Regions from separate parts of the Hordeum vulgare genome. Here region 1 is linked to region 2. Evidence: chromatin contacts called from public Hi-C data. All regions are on one chromosome and are shown on one strand. Each heading gives the region's core, a stretch centred on a gene start, on an enhancer-like site or on the middle of the called end of the contact. The rest is flanking DNA. Distances are from core to core; before and after follow the strand shown. Region 1 holds the start of LOC123427182. Region 2 overlaps LOC123427181 (a long non-coding RNA gene).

The links. Hi-C and Micro-C count contacts between places; a contact is called where the count stands out from the background.
Region 1: a contact with region 2 is called in a Hi-C map of leaf, with 4 times the contacts expected there. The contact joins the promoter of LOC123427182 here to the enhancer-like site in region 2. A contact is called at or near these places in 2 of 6 Hi-C or Micro-C datasets (both in leaf).

What each region holds. Positions count from the first base shown.
Region 1 is chr2H:550,497,947-550,501,072 of MorexV3_pseudomolecules_assembly, reverse strand. It overlaps LOC123427182, which reads left to right and starts at 1,811. Exons shown (of 2, transcript XM_045111161.1): 1 at 1,811-2,882. The coding sequence starts at 1,823. LOC123427183 (2,3-dimethylmalate lyase-like) reads right to left here and starts at 1,659. Exons shown (of 8, transcript XM_045111162.1): 1 at 1,283-1,659; 2 at 625-836; 3 at 1-165. The coding sequence starts at 1,604.
Region 2 is chr2H:550,180,102-550,183,395 of MorexV3_pseudomolecules_assembly, reverse strand. It overlaps LOC123427181 (a long non-coding RNA gene), which reads right to left. Exons shown (of 4, transcript XR_006622373.1): 4 at 2,738-3,294. Among protein-coding and RNA genes, the nearest start is that of LOC123427181, 6.1 kb to the right of the region's middle. Within about 2 kb of position 1,520, at least 1 of the 3 cell types and tissues checked has open chromatin away from gene starts, as enhancers often do. A contact at or near this core is called in leaf, where this site is marked.

The DNA.
Region 1 (3,126 bases), core at 562-3,061, 320 kb before region 2:
CGCTTCATCAAGAGACAAAGCTTGACGAGAATCTGTCCTTGCCACAATAACAATGTCAGAGCCACTCTCCTTCCTGGCATCTACAGCGGCCTTTATGTGCATAATTGCTTCCTCTCTCGAGACAACTTTCCTTCCTTGTGTATGTCCACATGCTTTTGGTGACACCTTCAGAATACTATATGCATCATATCACTAAAGAAGGAACTTATCCAAAGGGAATAAGAAGGTTTATCATAAAAATAACGTCAGTCGTTTTATAATAAGGAACAGAACTATATCTACAAAATGCAATGGAAATGGAGTGATTACATGGTTTAAGTGCATAGTTCAAAATCAGGATAAATGATCCTTGATTGCTAGAATATGAATTATTTTATACTAAGAATGTGAGATATCAGCCAGGGTCCAGGCCAGAGACTTATTAGGGCAGTAGCATGGGTTGTTATTCAAAATTATAGTTAACATGAAACTGAATGCACAACCAGGATATGTAAAATCATATTAGGTTCTTATGAAGCACTCAAGTTCAGTGATGCAATAGTTTGTGCACATAAAATATGTTATAGAAGCAAAACAGCTTGAGAATTCAGTAAACAGCACAACATTGGCATAGTATCAAAATACCTGATCCTCAAGAATAATTCCAGCAAAACCAGCATTGATAAATCCTTTCACTGTCCTCTTGACATTCATACAGTTTCCATAACCATTATCGGCATCACCAATGACAGGTATAGATACGGCTTCAGTGATTAGACGCCCTTGATCTATCATTTCGCCATAGGAGATGAGACCAACATCTGGCAATCCAAGCCTTGCAGCAGATATTGAGAATCCTGAAAGACAAAACGCCGTTAATTTTTTCAGGATTGAAATCTTGTAGATCTCCTTTTACATAGCAACTACTACTCTCTGGTTCCATTTTCAAGTTCTGTCCGAGTGACCTTGACTGTACCAAGTGAAGAACAAACTTGTGGTGATCCGAGATGTGCAATGCCACTTGATTAATGTGCCCTCAACAGAAACCTAGCCAACATAGACCAGTACAAGAGCAAATTCTAACGCCAGTCTAAGGTTTCATCATCTTCATGGCATATGTGGTGTACAAGGCAGTATAGGTATAACACTCACAATTCAGTCTCACAGAATGACAGAAACATGGTGACACAGCAAGCACCCGTTGCGATGTTCAGGAATTGGAAGTATGGTACACTATATACTACTATGAATCTATGATAGGAGTGAGACGAATTCCTGCAGAAGCAAAAGCGCGAACACGTACCGCTCGTGAAGCAGGCCCTGAACCCGGCGCGCTCGACGAGGCGGGCGCTGAGCGCGTCGTAGCAAGCGGGCGCCTGGTGGGCGCCCGGCGTCTCCAGCACTCTCCGTAGCGCCGCCGCGGGCTGCTCCTCGGCGCCCGCTCCGGCGCTCCCTCCAGCTGCGGCGTAGGAGCAGCGCGGGGAGATCCGGGCGCGGGTGGACAGGGGAGGGGCTCGGCGCCGGTGGAGCGGGGGCGGCCGGACGCGGCAGGATCCGGCGCGGCCTGAGGTGCACGGGGACGGCGAGGCGGGCGGCTGGTGCAGCAGAGCGGCGTAGCACGCCATTGCCACTGCCCGCTTGGAGAAAGAAATCAGCTCCTCCACTATGCACCAGTCCCAGTCTCGCTGCCTCCCCGGTCCCACTTTGTCAGAAATCCCCACGCCCCACGCCCCACGCCGAGCTGGTTGAGCCCAACCCTCCGAGCCTGTGAAATGGCCCACGAACGCAGACCCAGCAGCAGTTGGTCCTTGCCTTCCGGCCACAGCCCACGCCTCCGCCCGCCATGCCGCCGCCGCCGGCGACGCTGCCGGACGAGCTCCACGAGGAGATCCTCCTCCGCCTCCCGCCGGACGACCCCGGGTGCCTCTTCCGCGCCTCCCTCGCGTGCAAGCCCTGGCGCAGCCGCCTCGCCAGCCCCGCCTTCTCCCGCCTCTACCGCGAGTTCCACGGCACGCCTCCCTTGCTGGGGTTCTTCGAGAACGACGAGACGGTAATGTGCTTGTTTTCTCCCTTGTCCCCCACCTCCCCGTTCTTCCCGATCCACCCCGGCAAGTGCAGCCTCTTCGTTCTCGACGCTCGCCATGGCCTCGTCCTCTCAAACACTCTCGGCCCGGACGGCGAACCCCTCTGCCTCATCGTGTGGGACCCCGTCGGCCACCGCCAGTGGCGGCTGTCCTTGCCGGAATTCGTGGACTATCCAACCGTCCCGGACTGTTCGGCGGCGGTGCTCTGCGCCGCCGATGGCTGCGACCACCTCGACTGCCCTGGCGACCCCTTCCGTGTGGTCTACGTGGGCACCGATGACGATGGGATTGCACAAGCTTGCGTCTACTCTTCCGAGTCCCGTGCCTGGAGCCCCGTGACGTCTTGTGAGCACCCTGACTTGCCCCTGCACGTCTGGCTCTGTCGGCCCAATGCGTTTGTGGGAGATGCAGTCTATTTCTTGTGCACTGAGGAAAATGTTGTCCTGCGGTATGACTTGTTCAGCCAGGAACTATCGATGATTCACTGGCCAGCCATGCACAGTTGGAACTCCGGGTATATCCTTATGCCAACGGAGGACGGTGTGCTGGGATGTGCCAATCTGCACGAGTCCACGCTCCAACTATGGTCGATGGAGGCTGGCACAGACGGGGCCGTGAAATGTGCAATACGCAGAGTGGTTGACCTGCAGAACTTGCTACCCTCTCGCCCCAGATTTTTGGTCAGCTGCGCCAATGGGGTTGATGTCTTTTTCGTGGGGACAGATCTTGGCACCTTCACAGTTGAGATTAATTCAGGCCGAGTCAAGAAGGTATCCAGCGGCACTGAAGTCATTCCCTACATGAGGTTCTACACTCCAGGTACTAGCATCGTCAAACCTGTTGCTTTCCTATGACTTGTGAATCGCTTAACAAAAATAAGTAATACTCCCTCCGTAAAGAAATATAAGAGCGTTTAGATCCTAAACGCTCTTATATTTCTTTACGGGGGGAGTACTTCAGTTAGCTACATGAAGTTTAGGCGATGGTACACAAGAATGACTTTTGTGAAATTAGATATAGCAATGTCATATACTCCCTCCGTCCCAAAATAAGTGTCTTAACT
Region 2 (3,294 bases), core at 271-2,770:
CCCCTCATCCCGTCTTGCGTCTCTCCACCTCATCCTGCCCCTCCCGAATTCTTCTTGGTCGCCGCCACCATAGCTCCAACAGCAAAGCCCTCCCCGCGCACCCAAGCTCCAAAAGCCGCCGCTCCGGCACCCCTCGTTCACTCCCTGCTCTATCGGCGACGGAAACCACGCCGCCACCCCGCACCCAGCGATCGAGGCACGGGATGGAGTGGGCCACGGGAACGCCGCCCCCAACCGTCTCCTGAATGCTCAAAAAACAAAACTAAACCGTCTCCTATTATCTCAATATAGAGTATTTAACCAAAAACTGCCACAATTTTTTAAACCAAGCCTACAAACTATCATTTTACGATTTTGTCCTGAAAACTATTATTTTTTTCTAATCTGTGACTAAAAACTACCAAGTCTGAAAAAGTCTGATTCGTCTCATTTGAATTCGATTATGACAGTGTTGGCCCACACGTCAGGGTTGACGTGGCACAATAATCAACTCCGTTAAATTAACCGTTATGAAATCTAGGGACCACATGTAAGTTTCAGATTTGTAAATATTTTGTAAATTTCTTAAATTTTATACAAGTAACTAGTTAGATTAATCTAACCATGCAAGCCCAGTGGTCAGTGGCCCATTTAATTCTAACAACCCACTAACCCATCCCTACCCTAGCACTAACCCATCCCTACTCCTGCCCACTAACCATTGTTGTGGCCAAGTTGCCGCCGTAGGGAGGCCCCAGCCGCCGCGCCAGCAGGTCACCGCCGCGGGGAGGCCCGAGGCCGCCGCCCTGGCGCCCGCCTCGCCTGCAAGTCGCCGCTGCAGGGAGGCCCCGGCCATCACGTCTGCAGGTCGCCGTCGGGGGAGGCCCCCGGCCGCCGTCCGGTCGCCCGCCTCGCCTGCAGGTCGCGCTGTCTCCTCTAGATGCGGATGCGGCCGCGCCGCCGCATTACTTCATCTTCTCTGCCTCCGATGAAGGCCACTGCGGCGGCGACGGGGACTACCCCTGGTTTTCCTCCATGGGAAATTTTATAGGAAAGAGATAGAAATGACATATGGGTCCTAGATGTCAAAACGGTCAGTATAACTGTCAATTTAACGGAGTTGATTATTGTGCCACGTCAACCCTGACGTGTGGGCCAACACTGTCATAATCGAGTTTAAACGAGACGAATCAGATGCTTTTCAAACTTGATAGTTTTTAGTAACAGATTAGGAAAAAAAGAACAAAATCGTAAAGTGGTACTCCAGTTTGTAGGCATGGTTTCATGAATTATGATAGTTTTTGTTAAATACTCCTCAATATACTAAACTCGTGTCCCACTCCCATACAAGTTCCCCTAGTAGTTTTCTTATGGAAATAGATCTAGATCGTACTAGTAGACGCAAAGGAACGCTTTATTCCCGAATTCTCCCATGATAAAAATACAGAAAGTCCGAGCTACTAACTTTAGTAGTAACTGACCGGGACGGTCGATCGTGGCGCGTGCTGTCGGAATTCCTTCGCTCTCATAAAGGCGACCAACATCGACGTACCGCCAGACATCAATCCTCACGGAACCTCCTCCACCGTAAAATATGGCGACGATATCCAGCAGCATGCCGGCCGACGGCTGCTCGCTCCTCGAGGCGTTTTTTGTGATCCTGCTGCCGCTGCTCCTCCAGTACCTCTGCCGGCCGCTCCAGCGCCGCCGCACGCACGGAAGATATCGCTGGGAGGCGGATACCTTCGGCACCGTAGACGTTCGCGCCGGCGGCCAAAGCCAGAAGATGTTTCTGAGCTTGGACGATGAGGAGGACAGCACCGCCGGCAGAAGAAGAGCGCCGTGCCGTCCTCATCCGGCAGCGACGTCAAAGTTGAATTGCCGTCTAGCAACGATGAATAAACTACAGGCTTATATAGCCAGGATTACATTGCCGACAACTACGCTCAGCTGGCCGGGTGTATACACCTTTGTGCCCTGGCGACATGCCGGTGATGTCAAATTGTTGACATGTGAGGGGTCGGGTGACAACTTTCACGGCACGTTGCCGTGCGTGGAGGAGAGCACCGCCACCCGATGGCGAGCCACCGTGAACCTTCATCCGATGACATCAAAAAGACCGGCGGCATACAATGACGTGGAGACAGAGCCTAGCACTTCCACGGGCGCAGGAGGTCGATATCGATGGTCTGTTAACGAGTGCCTTTCAACGTCGGACATGTCGGTGTTTCAGTTCTGCCGCAATGTCCTACAACATGAGCTTAGTAAACATTATGCCGAAAGAATTTCGATCGACCCAAGTATCATACACGGTTGGGATCAACTATCGTGCTGGTGCACTATGTACGGAGGCCTAGATTCCCCCGCAAGATTTTCCAAGCAATGGAATGAACCCGTGGGATTTTTTGAACAATGGAACGAGCGACTATGGCAGGGCTATTCCTCCAAGGGAACTCCCGTGGAGGAGGACGACTCACGCGATTGCAAAGAGCATATATCCAAAGTTTCGAACGACGAATTCTTTGGAACAGATAAGGACTCATGTCTTGATCAAAGCAGTGTATGTTTCGACAGCCACACCAACGCGCATTGCAATGCGACAACGGCGACTTCAACGAGGTCGGCAGACTTTTTGTTGCATCGACCCATGGAGAACGCTACCGTGGCATCGTCGTCAATGTACACCCAGCTTGGTGGCAACAGTGACAACGATTCACCTGATTGGAGAGAGCTAACATTCAAAGATACGACTGACAAATTCTTTGGAACAGACTTAGACGCATGTCCTGATAACATTGTGTGTTCTGATAGCAATATCAACTCGCATTGCGGGGCGACAATGACGACTTCAAACAATACGATGGTGTCATCATCAACACAGCTTGGTGGCAGCAGCAATGACCCGACTAGCTCGGCAGCAGAGCAACCGGAGGATGGCAACAACGACCACAATGACGATTCTGATAGCATGAATAGTTCGATTATTACAACGGAACATAGGGATGTACCCAACGAGCAATCAACCGAGACGTCTACTGAAGTTGCTGAGACAAGTAGTACACCATGGCAGCTAATACCAGGATTCAGATTTCGCCCCACGGACGAGGATATCGTGCTCCACTATCTCAAGCCCAAAGTCTTGAATCTGGCGCTTCGACCACATAGCAGAAGAATAGAAGAGCTGGCCAATATTTATGCTCTGGACGCAGATGACATAAAACGTTAGTTCAGAAAACATCTTCTGTTGTATTGTTTCTTACTTTCTTTTTTTCGAAACGGATATTGTTTCTTACTTTCAGTGCATAAAGCGGTCAT